Linked DNA regions of Sus scrofa: regions 1 and 2 are each linked to region 3. A link is a contact called in public Hi-C and HiChIP or PLAC-seq data. All regions are on one chromosome and are shown on one strand. The core of a region is the stretch at or near the end of the contact, and the rest is flanking DNA. Distances in the headings are between cores, read along the strand shown.

What was found. A called contact is a pair of places that touch in the nucleus more often than the background predicts. HiChIP or PLAC-seq counts read pairs in DNA pulled down with a chosen protein or histone mark.
Region 1: a Hi-C map of alveolar macrophages shows a contact between it and region 3, with 2.0 times the contacts expected there. The contact joins two enhancer-like sites. A contact is called at or near these places in 9 of 47 Hi-C or Micro-C datasets (alveolar macrophages, blood, epiblast stem cells and 6 more) and 2 of 2 datasets of contacts at active chromatin or transcription factors (alveolar macrophages and skeletal muscle).
Region 2: an H3K27ac HiChIP or PLAC-seq map of alveolar macrophages shows a contact between it and region 3. The contact joins two enhancer-like sites. A contact is called at or near these places in 2 of 47 Hi-C or Micro-C datasets (epiblast stem cells and liver) and 2 of 2 datasets of contacts at active chromatin or transcription factors (alveolar macrophages and skeletal muscle).

Annotation. Positions count from the first base shown.
Region 1 is chr1:159,092,329-159,096,817 of Sscrofa11.1, forward strand. No RefSeq gene overlaps it. Among named protein-coding and RNA genes, the nearest start is that of ZCCHC2, 72 kb to the left of the region's middle. Within about 2 kb of position 2,708, at least 17 of the 83 cell types and tissues checked have an H3K27ac peak or open chromatin away from gene starts, as enhancers often do. A contact at or near this core is called in alveolar macrophages, where this site is marked.
Region 2 is chr1:159,075,242-159,079,609 of Sscrofa11.1, forward strand. No RefSeq gene overlaps it. Among named protein-coding and RNA genes, the nearest start is that of ZCCHC2, 55 kb to the left of the region's middle. Within about 2 kb of position 2,525, at least 24 of the 83 cell types and tissues checked have an H3K27ac peak or open chromatin away from gene starts, as enhancers often do. A contact at or near this core is called in alveolar macrophages, where this site is marked.
Region 3 is chr1:159,006,628-159,011,345 of Sscrofa11.1, forward strand. The region is part of intron 1 of ZCCHC2 (zinc finger CCHC domain-containing protein 2); the gene reads right to left. Among named protein-coding and RNA genes, the nearest start is that of ZCCHC2, 13 kb to the right of the region's middle. Within about 2 kb of position 1,689, at least 2 of the 83 cell types and tissues checked have an H3K27ac peak or open chromatin away from gene starts, as enhancers often do. A contact at or near this core is called in alveolar macrophages, where this site is marked.

The DNA.
Region 1 (4,489 bases), core at 1,458-3,957, 87 kb after region 3:
CGTAACAGTGGAGGAAATAAGGGTCTTGAGGAATAAAATAGACCTAGTTTTGATAACTCTGCCTGCCCCTTTCTGGCTGTAGGATCTCGGGTAATTCATTCTCTGAGCCTCGATCTTTTTCATCTGTAAAATAGTAATAATAGTGGATTGTGAAAATCAAATGAGTAAGCATATGCAGAAGACTTAGTATTCTGTCTGTCTTGTAGGCTCCAAAGCTATGGACTCCAGGGAGGGATGTTCTAATGATAGGATTTTAGGTATCAGACAACATGGAGTTGGCAGTAATTTTAGGGGCAACCAGTAGTTTCTTTTGAAAGACCTGCTCTGCACTGTCTTAGAGAACTGAACTATTGAAATTTGGCCTTGGCCCTCCCACTGGGGACCCACTTGAAGCTCTAAGGGAGTATGTCCCAACACCCACTCTCAAACAGTTGCACTGAGGATTGCGTCCTTGCTCCATGAGAGCAAAGGATTAGCAATCCCTGCTTTGGAAGAGGGAGCAGAAAATGCTGACAAGCAGAGCTTCATACCTGCTGTTCCTGTCCTGGCTTCTCAACTGTCAAAGCCAAGCACGTGCCCTTCATCCTAAGGCTACCTTTTCCTTCCGGGCTTAACGTGGGGATGGAATAAAATCTAGAGATTTGAGCAGGCACAAATTTACATTTGGCTTGTTTGCATTCAGATCGTGTTTTCCCTAAGCTGGGCTCATCATCAGAGAGGTGGGGGCCGGGCCAAATCTTAAAGAGCCACTTGGCGACTCTAACGACTGGCAAAGAGGAAAGAAATTGGTAAACAATATTTTAAAAATATGTTAAATGCCAAACAGTCTGTATTTCATCTCTAATGTTTATTTATGGATCTTTGCTGCTATTTTTCAGGAATTCTAGTAGCATGTATCCAACTGTTTCAAACCTCCACCTGCTACATGGGCGTGGCTTCTGAGATCGACATGCTTCCAACAGCTTATACAGAGTGAACGGCAGATGCGTCCTTTGGGGGTGATCTCAGGGACGTCAGAAAGTCCCTGCCTTCCAAAACACCTCCACCACCTTCTTGGTGGTGAATAAATGAGGGAAATCCCATCTAGAGAAGAGCAGTGTACAAATGTCCATTGATGTAAAGCTACTGATAATCAGTTTTTTTTTCCCTGTGATCAAGTGTTACTAAAGGAGAAAAGGGAAGAAAGATGGGGGCCTGCAACTTCACTGACAGAGGAGGGAAGAAAGAAAGGGAGACAGAAGAAGAAATTGAAGGCATTCTTATCAGATTTGTCTATCTCACAGTATCCCTGGGATAATGCAGAATGTGCATCTGTCAGGAGGCTCTAGTGCCCAGATTATTCTAGGGAAGTCAGCACACCTGGCTCTGTTTTTGGTTCCTTTCCTAGAGTCATTCGGCCAGCAAATTGGAAGGCAGCAGGGAGCCTCATGTGTCCTTCCCCACTGTTCATAAGGCAATAACCAACCTCCAAACTGAAGGTGGGGATGAGGGGATTTGCTCTAGCTATACGTACAGGAAAAAAAATCTGTACCAGGAGTGCCCCTCATGGCTCAGCGGAAATGAATCTGACCAGTATCCATGAGGATGCAGTTTCAATCCCTGGCCTCAGGTTAAGGATCTAGTGTTGCCATGAAGTGAGCTGTGGTGTAGGTCACAGATGAGGCTCAGATCTATTCGACCCCTAGCCTGGGAACCTCCATATGCCACAGGTATGGCCCTACAAAAAAAGACCAAAAAAAAAAAAAAAATCTGTACCAAAGTTTCAGCAGCTTAGCTTTGGTGATTGGTCTGTAATAATTCTGTCAACCTCTTGTGTTTATAAAGCCCTCCTCCAAACTTCTTAGAAGAGCTGTAGGATAAGAAGGAACGAGTTATTTCTTGAGGACCTGCTAGGGCCGTTCATATTTTACTTGTAAGCCTCATCGCAGCACCACCAGGAAAGAACTACTTTTTCCACCTTACAGCAGAGGAAATTGAGGATCAGGAGGATGTCAAAAGGCTGGTGTCCAACAGAACCTTTGTCATTTAGGAAAAGCAAACTCTTCCACAGCCACTACAAAGGGCATGCCTCTTTCAAAGTGTAGAGTAGTGGCAGCCAGACAGCTATTCTTAGAGGGTTTTTTCTTCACTCTTTAGCCCTCCCCCCCCCCTTTTTAGCCTGACTACCTCTGATGCCCATGGTTAAATATATTTATAAGTGATCTTGATGCAAGAAGTTGGCTCAGTTCCAATTGGAAATGCACTTAATCCTGTCATCTCAAACCATCCCATCCTTCTTAGCAGGTCACTCTCGGAGTGATCCAGAGGGTGTTAGTGGGAGCAAAGTGTCCTCTCCATTTTGCCGGTACCATGATGAGACGCTGACAATGCCTTTTCTGCCAGCCAAGCACCTCTATGCCAGGCAGGATGCTAACGGTAATGGAGAGCGGCCCTCTACGTCGAGCCCTGAAGGACTGCTTTCACTTGTGTCCGTTTGATTTTGTGGTTTGGTTGTGGGTTGATCCCAACCGAGCCCAAGGGACGGAGGTAGGAGAACCTTGATCACAGAGGAGGCTGTTAATGAGGGAAGCAGTCGGAGGTTCGGTCTAATCTGAAAATCAAGGATATATCATCTCCTAAATCTGTCAGAGCAATTTAGGACTGCCTTCTAGACAACCTCATTCATTCCGGGATTGCTCCCATTACCTGCTGTGACTGAGGGAAGCGCCTGGACCCTGGCCCCAACCTTCAATGGAGCGCCACCTAGCGGAATTGTTTTCAAATACAAACATTATGCTGCCAAGGAAGTCCTTTTGCGTAAGGCTCTTGGCATTTGATTTTTTCTTTCAGGCGCTGTGTCAACAGGATGATGGAGCATTTCCTAAGTCCAAATAAGCCGAGTTAACATATTACGGATTTAAATAGTGTGGCAGTTAATTGACCGAGGATATTTCGCCGCTTAATAGCCTGAGTTCCCTTTACCCTTGACTAGAGAAGCAGAATGGACCTGTTACACTGGGGTGGAGTCCCTGACAGCAGGGCAAGTAGCAAGGAAGGAAAAAACAAGCCAATGTCCTGAAAAATCTCCATAAAAGGTCAGGCATGGGCAGATTAAATGAACATCATCCTCATGAAAACAGAGGCAGCTAGGTGGCCTGGCATCCCAAGCTTCTGAAGATGGCTCTCAGCCGCCAGGGGAGGAAAATCCCCATCTCTTCCTCACCCAGGCAGGAAGAGATCTGTGCAAAGACCCTAAATGTTTAGATTCTTTCCACATCACCTCTTGCTCAATGTGGTCAGAACACAAATGATTTCAATCCCCTCATCCCTCTTGTTTAGAGGTAGCTCGCTATGATTTTAAAAGGTTAGAATTTCAGGTGATTAAAAACTGCTCAGATAAACACCTACCACCCAGCCACTCTGGGGCTTCTCTTTGATAGAAGTAGTGTGTTTGAGTCCTAGGACTGCCTTAATTAAGTACCACAAACATGGTTTGAAACAACAGAAATTTATTCTCTCCCAATTCTGGAGGCTCCAAGTCCAAGATCAAGGTGTCAGCAGAGCCATGCTCTCTCTGAAGGCGCTAAGGGAAGATATGTGCCTTTCTCCCAGCTTCTGGTGTTGCTGACCATCCCTGGCATTCCTTAGCTTGTAGACACATCACCCCAGTCTCTCTCTCAGCATCACATGGTGCTCACTCTGTGTCCTCACACCATCTTCCCTGTGTGCATGCCATTGTCTTCACATGACATTTGGCTCTGCGTCTCTTCCACTCTCCTAATGAGAACACCAGTCCTATTAGCTTGGGTGCTCACCCTCCCCCAGTGTGACCTCATCTTCACCTCCATCTTGATCACATTTGCAAAAATCCTACTTCCAGATAAGGTCACATTCACAGCTTCCAAGGGTTAGGACCTCAACATATCTTTTTAAGGACATATTCAACCCATAAGAAATAGGAAGGGTCAACAGCAGGCAGAAAACCACAAGACCAACACCAGTTATAAGGGTGAGGGAGAGAAGGGCATGGAGATGCCCCAGTGCTGCTGGTTGTTTTTTTCCCCTGAATTCCCACATTCTCATCCATCCAAACCTCTGTAATATGAGGCTAAGACAAGATCATGATATTAAATACTATTATATCAGTAGGATGAGAAATATATTTTAAAGACATGCCATTTCCTTAGAAAGAAAATAATTGTCCATTATCTATTTGGAACATCCTTCCAAATAGCTGTCTCTAATTTACCGCCCTTTATTTTTAGTGGGTGTAAAGGAAATAAATATGACTCATTTAACACCATCTGTGCATTTCCACTGAAATGGAGAGTCAACCTGAAATATGTAGAAACTTTCAGTCTTTTAATGTAGGATTCTTTTTATTTAATGCATTAGCTATTTGATAGATAATTCAATAGATCCTACTGCACTAAACTATACAGCATTCTTATTCTTCATATTTTTTATAGTCCATATTGTCTTATTATTGATAACGCATGCATGTATGCTA
Region 2 (4,368 bases), core at 1,275-3,774, 69 kb after region 3:
CTCCTTTGGGTTTCTATATAGCTATGGTCAAAACATCTGCATGGCAATAACTTTTCTAGAAATTGCCCATTTGCGCTTCAAGAGAGCTCTGTCTTCTAGTTCCCACTGCCCCACAGCCTCACCAGCTCAGCAGTACCAGACTTAGTTTTGCTAATCTGATGGGTTTTAACATGCATGTCCCTAGTTACTAATTTTAGTATCTTCATATGTGTTTATTGGCTATTGGTGCTGGCTTCTATGAACACCTTCCTGTGTGTTTTAATTTTTTAATTTTTAGGTGGTTTGCCTCATTTTTTGAGTGGCCAAATCTAACAGAATGGGCATCATGGTCAACCCTGAAATGGGGAAGAGAGGCCAACTTGTCTGGATGGTGGTAAAAGGCCATTCTCCAGCTATCAGAAGCTGTAATCACAAAATATTCCACCCCTCCCAGTGGTGTGGAACCCAAGTTAATCTCCCAAATCATTATATTCTAGGAACAACTCCACAGAAACAAGTAAGTCCACTAGCTCCCCCAATTAATCAGTTCAGGGCTCTTTACTACAAGGATCAGAAACCAGCTCTCGATAATTTAACATAAAATGGAATTAATTAATTAATAATTAATTTTCCCTTTTATGGCTGTACCTGCAATATATGGAAGTTCCCTGGTTAGGGGTCAAATTGGAGCTGCAGCTGCCACCTATGCCACAGCCACAGCAACACGGGTTTCTAGCCACATCTGTGACCTACACCACAGCTCGTGGCAATGCCAGATCCTCAATCCAGGGAGCAAGGCCAGGGATCAAACCCAAGTCCTCACGGATACTAGCTGGATTTGTTTCTGCTGCACCACAATGGGAACTCACTCAGGAGGGTGTTTTTAAACAGGAAATATGACAGCATGTTTGTCTGTTCATGGGAAGGATCCAGTGCTGAAAAGAAAGCAGAGTCAGAGAAGCTAAGTTTTTGAGTGGGTAGGAGAGGGTGGGATATCTTGTATGGGGAGGAAGTACAGGTCACTAGAGTAATGGAAAGAAACTGAAATAAAAGGAACAGATGCAGACAAACTGACTGACTAGGGGAGGCGGACACAGGAGGAATCAGAAAAGAACTTCTATTTCCTAGGTGAGGTACGAATAAGATCAGCCAGTAATTAAGAGGGGAAGCAGAGTGTTGCAGGTTTGAGAACAGGAGAAAAATAGATATAATGTTAATCCCATTTTAAAGTTTTTGGGGTTTTAGTCCTGATTTTTTCATATTCTATGATTAAAACAATCCCTTCAAATGGTTCACCAATGGGCAGAAATGATGTATCTTGTTTTATCTTAGGAATGAACTGAACTGCTGGTCCACAAGAACAGTTTTTCTATCAAAGGATACCATCAAATTCTGGCGAAGTTCTACAAATCATAATCTATTTCCCTTTTTCCAGAAAGGTAAGTGAAAATCTGCTTGTTCTAAGGTTAAAGTCCAGTTTGTACTATTTATTCTGACTAACCTTCTGAGAATGAGAAGGGCATGTTTTTAGAGCAAAGGGAAAATTTTGACCAATGGCCATGCACTGTGACAAGTGCTGCATTGAAAAGAAAACAAGGAGCCAGATCGGCTCTTCTAGAACTGGAATTGGTCTTCTCAAACTGGGAGAAACAAAGCAACCTTCCATGGATGTGTAAACAGCACCCATGATCCTGCCTGCCACGGAACCTGTGATGCTAGGCACTGTGGGTGTTGCAAACCCGATGTTTTGAAACTTGCCACCCACACTTGCCACCTCCCTGTACCCACTGCATTTCAACACTGGTCTAGTGAAGCAATGTTGATATTCCCCTGGCAGAAACTCCTTCCCAGAGGCTAGAGCATGAAGGCCGCCCTCCTTGTAGCAGCTCCCCTGCATAGTGATTTGCTGGTGTGGGGCGGACTTGCAAATTAATTTGATTTGAAAATTTATTTTCAGTACAGGATTTTGCCAGGCCATACAGGCTCTCTATATTGGCCCTTTCTCCCAATGTCATGCCTCTGATGCTGCTGGCTGAGAGCACCAATAGGAATATGGATTTGACTGTCAATGGTCTGTTCAGCCCGACTTCTTTCAGAGCTGATCTAATTTCTTTAGCGATCTGTGCCTGCAGAGGAATTGTGTTAATTTGTTAATTGAGTTAGAGCACTGCCAGAGCAGCAGTAGACCTTCCTTGGCTCTACCCTGGGTCTAATGGGGAAACGCTAACTGTAATGAAGCTGTACTGGTTGGGGAACAAATGAGAGCTGATGAATTACAGCCAGAACGTGACACTGATGAGAGGTGATCATTCCCAGCAGAGATGTACGTGGATCTCAGATCCGCAGTGCTCACAGAGTGGATCTGGGAGGGGGGAGATGGGTGGTCTCCCAGTGGTGCCTCCTGGAAGCTTTGACACACAGCAGGTAAGGTCCGGCTGAGAGGTGTGACTCAGCGCTCTGGCTCCAACCCTGGGACACACTTTCTTTTGCCCAGGAGAGCGGCTTAAATGCTATTCTCCATGACTCAGCGGTCAAGACCTCCTTGGGCAAGTTCCACTGTGGACCAGTGCTCTTAATCTAAATGCACAGGCCCCATTGGCCAGGCAGATGGAGAGGGCAGCTGTCACTTCCCAGGGAAGCCAGGCGATCCCCCTGGGTCAGCGGGGCAGGGTTTCCTGTGAGGAGACCACGTGTGAAATCCTTGGGAAGGCAAGGCATTCTGAGGATGTGAGTTATCACGGCAGAGCTCACCGAGGCTTCCCTGATTTGATATAAATAACTCTGCACTGGCAGCGAATGGGAAGACAGCCAAGTAGTAATGAATACTAGGACAAACAAACAGGCCTCCGGGATGCTGGCCCAACCACTCCAAACCACGCTTGGCAACAGGCTCAGAGGTGGTGGTGGGCGAAATCGCACCAACCACATGGCATTAATCCTCCTCAGTGGAGAGAGGCAGCTCTCTGGAGTAAGTCAAGCTCAGATAATTAGGAAAGGCTGTACCACATGGAACTGGAGCATTGACGTCAAGGAGCCCATCTGAAGCCTGCTAGTTCCCCTGATACGATATTCAAATATTAACCGACACATCGGGAGTTGTAAATTGGACACTTTCTATTTAGGAAGCCCTGGATTGAGAGGTAACAATGTGACAAGAGACAATTTCAGTGCCACCTCCTGACAACTAGAGCTTATAATTAAATGGAAATGCATGGAAAAAGGAGAAATAGGATGTAGTCTAGCAGCATTATATACTACCCAACAACTAACTCCTTTATACAATAGACTTTTAATTTTTGGCTGTGCCCATGGCATGTGGAAGTTTCTAGGCCAGACATAGAAACCTGCACCACAGCAGTGACAATGCTGGATCCTTAACCTGCTAGGCCACCAGGGAACTCTAACAAGACTTTCTATTGCATTGATGGGCTCACGTTAAGTAAGAAAAAAGGTTAGATGAACCCAGAGTGGGAACACTGGGGAACAAACCAATAAGGAAGGCAGAGCTGCCTGGAGCTTGGCTGCCAGGGTCAGTACTATAATGGTCAATCTAAGCTAAAGCCACAGTAAGAGGGGAAGGGGAGGGGAAATGGAGATTCTCAGGTTAGTCTGGATAGTGCCTTTGGCCCTCGGCAGAAACAAACCTGACTTCTCTTTTCATAAAAGCTTCCCCATCACAGGCTCTCAGGAGTTCCTCAAATTAAGATCAACCAAGGAGTTCAGAATCAAACAACATGAAAAATACAAGCAAAGAGGCCACCATGAGTGAAAATCAGCAGAAACTATGGATCACAGAATTAAATTGCCTATTCCTTTAGGTAATGAAATTAATCAGACACAAAATATATAAAATGATAATGTATCAAGTGCTTAAAGACTGAAAAAAGGAATCACAAAATAAGCAATAAGAGACTATAAAATGACCAGGAAGATTTTAGAAAAAAGAATTTGAAAAATTATGAATTATAAAAGTTAATAAAACACACCTTGATGAATAGGTAAAACAGAAAATTAGCATAGCTTAAGGGATCACTTTTATTTAATCCTTGAATATTTATTGAATATTTACCACAAGTCAATTACTGTTCTAGGCCAGGGAGGTATGTATAGCAGTGAACAAAATAGACAAAAGTCCTTGCACACCCACAGGTTACAAAATAGATAAAAGGAGTTCTCATTGTGGTACAGTGGAAATGAATCCAACTAGTATCATGAGGATGCGGGTTCAATCCCTGGCCTTGCTCAGTGGGTCAGGGTTCCAGCATTGCCATGAGCTATGATGTAGTAGCAGACGTGGCTCAGATCCCGCGTTGCTGTGGCTGTGATATAGGCCAGCAACTGCAGCTCCAATTCGAACCCTAGCCTCTGAAATTCCATATGCTGGGGGTG
Region 3 (4,718 bases), core at 439-2,938:
AACCCAGGACTGAAGGAACACATACAAAATAGATGGCTCCCTTTATGCTATTCCCCAGATGTAATGGCTTTTGTATTTTTTACATTATGCAATTTTTCCTCATTACTTGGTTTTAGTGACAGTCTATCAAGATGCTTTGCTGGGAAAAAGTTTTTAAAAGGTATCATCAATACATGCCCACCTCGCTCAACAAGAATGTGTATGCACGTAAGTTCACTATGAATGTTAAATCATTTAACAGTACTGGGTACTCTAAATCTGAGACTGCCCAGCCAATCATGTGAACTAGATTAAGTTTACCCCAGAACTGCTGCTATGAGAAATGAACAGCATGTTCATCTTACACAGAGCTCTCTGAATTCAAGCACTGTCATGCATATATTGTTACTATAACCCACTGGATAAGCCAAAAAATAAAATAGCTTTATAACATTCTTTATCGCCACTCACACCTTATCCCCCCCTTCATGTTCAGAATCTCAAAATACTACTCAGAGCAAAATTATCTCAGTTTCAGGAATAATTACAATTTTACAAATCTGCAATAAATAATATTAATTTTTAATTTATAAAGAAAGGAAGTAAAGAGATGACCCTTCGCTTTCCAAGGATTCCTAATTTAAAATATTTTGTTGTAAGCCACAAGGGAAGTCCTAAAATATTTTGTTCTACAGCCTAATCAGTCATCCTGGCCTAACAATGAGTATGGGTTGCCAATTGGCAGCTCTATTTCTGGGAATAAGACACCATATTAGATATTCTTGGGAGCTAAGCTTCAGCCTTGTAGTGTGTCTTCTTTCAGAAACCCAAGGAAATAAAGCCTGTCTACACAGGAACACTTAAGGAGAAGAGAAAGAGCACCGACATCCAACTTTCAAATTACTTATTTTAAAAAGGTGGATTTAGGAATTCTTGCAATAACAAAATCATGTATTCGCTAACAGACTATTTAATCATTTACTACAAAGTACTACAACCACATTGGCCTAGAGTTGCTATAAATACTTTAAAAATCAATGTAAGTAAAGTACTGTAATCCTCTCAAGTATTTGTAACTGGAAGTTCTAGCTGAATAAATCAACCATTTCTTATAGGATATTTTCCACATTTTTCATATGTGGTTCATAAATTTAAAGACAACACACCTTCAAATATAAATGAATGAAAAATATGCAAGAAACAACAGTTTTCATTAGGGAAATGCAAATCAAAACTACAATGAGATACAACTTTATACCCATTAGGATGGCTATTATCCAAAAAACAGACGAGTATTGGTGAGAATATGGAGAAATTGTGAATTGTTGGTGGGAATGTAAAACAGTGCAGACACTATGGAGGGCAGTATAGGAGTTCCTCAAAAAAATAAAAATTATCATATGATCCAGCAATTCCACTTTTAAGTATATACCCAAAAGAACTGAAAACAGTCTCAGATAATTAGTACTCTGATGTTCATAGCAGCATTATTCATAATATCCTAAAAGTGGAAACAATTGAAATATCCACTGATGGATGAACAGATAAACAAAATGTGGTAAAAATACAGCTGAAAATTATTCGGCCTTGAAAAGGAATAAAGTTGACACATGAATGAATCTTGAGGACATTATGCTAAGTGAAATAAGCCAGGCACAAAAAGACAAACACTGTGTGACTCCACTTACATAAGGTACCTAGAGGGGTCAATTCATAGAGAAAGTAGAGTGGTGGCTGCCAGGGACTTGAGAGAGACAGAGCGGGGAGTAGTTGCTTAACAGATACTGAGGTTCAATTTAGGACAAAAGAAAGTTCTGGAGATGCAGGGTGCTGATGGTTGCACAACAAAGTCTGAAGTTACTTTAAGGAACACAACAACCAAGTAAAAAGCCTTCTGTTTTAATTATGTAGGCAGAAAAGGGGAATTGAGTTTCTATCCAAAGACCTAAGTTCATCAACCCATGAAATATCTAAGTTTTCTCTCCCCTACCCCAAGTCAAGTCTTAGCATATATCGATACTATAAAATCATTTAGACTAAGTTTAGAAACTATAAAATTTTATTAATTTAACAACAATTTAATCTAATGCCTCATGAGCTACAAAGATCAAAATTACAGCGTTTACTGGTCCTCATGCAAAAGGTTGTTGGCTCTGCTGTCTCCCCTTTTCCAAGTCAGGCGTGCTTTATTCTGCATAAGGGGAAGGGCCATAAAATCTGAAAACTACTGGTTGATTGGAATTGTTCGTGGAGGAATTAAGCTCACTTGCTCTATTAAGCTCAGACTGGTGACATGTCAAATTGGCATTTTATAAAGACTAGTTGGATGAAAGTGTCAGGATGAGGTGGAAAGTGGCAGAATTTTCCTCTGCTTGGATTAAGAAGATGAAGTTTAAAAATGCTACACCAGCAAAAAACATGAACAGGAATGAAAAGAACATGATTATATGTATGCCCTTCTCCTTTCTAAAACTTACCTGAGTGTGTAAAGCTTTTTCTGACCTATGGTGTGTTTCTGGTTGGCTCAAATCCACCTGTCAGGTAATGTATCCTTCATTCTAGAGACTGCTCAGATTTCACTTTTATATAAGGAGATCCATCACAATTACATGCTTGAGATCTCTTAAATGTAGGGAAAGTTTCTGAAATAATCAAGTGACTGGGCAGTCCTAAAAAGACTCTTCTCTGAAAACATTTCATGAGACAAAGATCACATCGACTCCATTTTACTTTAGCAACAGTTAAACTGTAGATGGAATTTATTTTAGCTCATTTGCCAATATTCTGCAAGTTTCCTCTAGTCCTTTGATGCAAACTATAAATTTTTAAATACCAGGACATTCTTTCTTTAAAGAAAAAAAAAAAAAAAAATCAGGAGTTCCCGTTGTGGCTAAGGACCCGAGTAGTCTCCATGAGGAGTCTGGTTTGATCCCTGGCCTCGCTCAGTGGGTTAAGGCTCCACCATTGTTGCAAGCCGTATGGAGTATAGGTCACGGATGTAGCTCGGATCCAGCATTGCTGTGGTTGTAGCTCCAATTCGACTCCTAGCCCAGGAATTCCCATATGCCACAGGTGCAGCTGTGAAAAGAGGGGGAAAAAAATCAGAAATTAGGAATTTCTTAGTTTGTTTTTTATGAAGTTTACTAACATATTCAGAAGTTTTTACACTCATCAAATGAAACTTAGAATTTAACATTCGTATATAACAACATCCTATTGTTTTTGTGGCACGTTAAAGACAGCCAGAAATACTCTGATACTCCTCCCACTGGAAGATTGATCTGATTCCCCAACTCCTGGGTTTGGGCTGACCTTAGAGGATTGCCTGATCAGTAGAACATGACAGAGGGGTGTTCCAGGACTGGTGTCAAGGGCAAGTCATAAGAAGCCTTGCAGCCAGGCCTCTAGGGACACTTGCTCTTGGAGTCCTGGGCCAGCATGTTAGAACTGCAATTTCCCTGAGGCTGCTACGCTGGAGACCACAGGGGAGAGGACAGGGAGGGATGACTCCCTCCGTCCCAGCTGTGTCTCCAGACATCCTGGAGTGAAGACAAGGCCCTCGTGCTATTAGTTACCTGTCTAAATTACTAGCCCACAGAACTATGAGAAATAATAAAAAAATGGTTGTTGGTATAAGCTACTAAGTTTTGGAGTAATCTGTTACAGTTATCAAAATTCTCTTCTTCAAATAATCAGGGTTGAACCTAAAGCATATGCTATTATTTAAGCAAGAGTCCTAGAAAGTCTTGTTTCAATGTCAGAAAATGATTCGTTATTAGAAACAACACTGAGATGTCATCTATTTTGGTGGAAGAAAAGGAAAGCACCTGAGGTAAATTTAAGATTTACTGTCTCTTTAAGAAGACGTAGTAGAAGAGGCAGACATTTGTCTCAACTTTACTCAATGAAACAGCAAAACCCAATCCAAAGTAATGCCTTGAATCAACCTATGGCATCTGAAAAAAGGAAGTTCTGGTATGAGAAGAAACAAAGATGGTAAATGTATTAAAAATTATGCTGTGGTATTCCCCGGTGACTCAGCAGGTTAAGGACCCAGCGTTGTCTCTGCTGTGGCTCAGGTCACTGCTGTGAGGTGGGTTCAATCCCTGGCCAAGGAATTTCTGCATCCCACAAGTACAGCGGGGGGGGGGGGGGAGTTATGCTGCAAACAACAAAACTGACCCAACAGTGAGGAATGGAGGGAGACCAAGGAATCAGAAGCTTAGAAACAGCATGCCACAGATTTCATGATTGTAGACTAGCTTCCTATGCAATTTACTGAATAGTTTAACTAAAAATGTGTGTGTTAGGTGATTCAGCAAGATGAGTGTGGAAAATTCTATCTTAAAGCATGGATAAATGCACTCCAGTTATTGAATGTGGGAGGGAGGGCTAAACAATTTACTGACTCCATATATACACATTGTCATCACAGTCCACAGACCAGACCTGGCTCTGCAATTTCGTAACACATTTGTGACCTGACAGTGGTTACCTGTGCAGAGTAGGGGTGGAATGGAACTGGGTAGATTGAACTAGATGGGGGAAGAAAACTTGATCCACTATAACTTTCTATGTATCTTGGGGAACTCTGAATTGCAAATAAAACATTAAAATTGTCCATGTCATCATCTTTTCTAGAGAACTGAACTTGTAGGATGAACAATTAGGGAAGATCTAGCAGAAGAATGCTGATTTGGAAGCCTACTGGGGAGGAGGCGCGTGGAGAATGAAAGAGA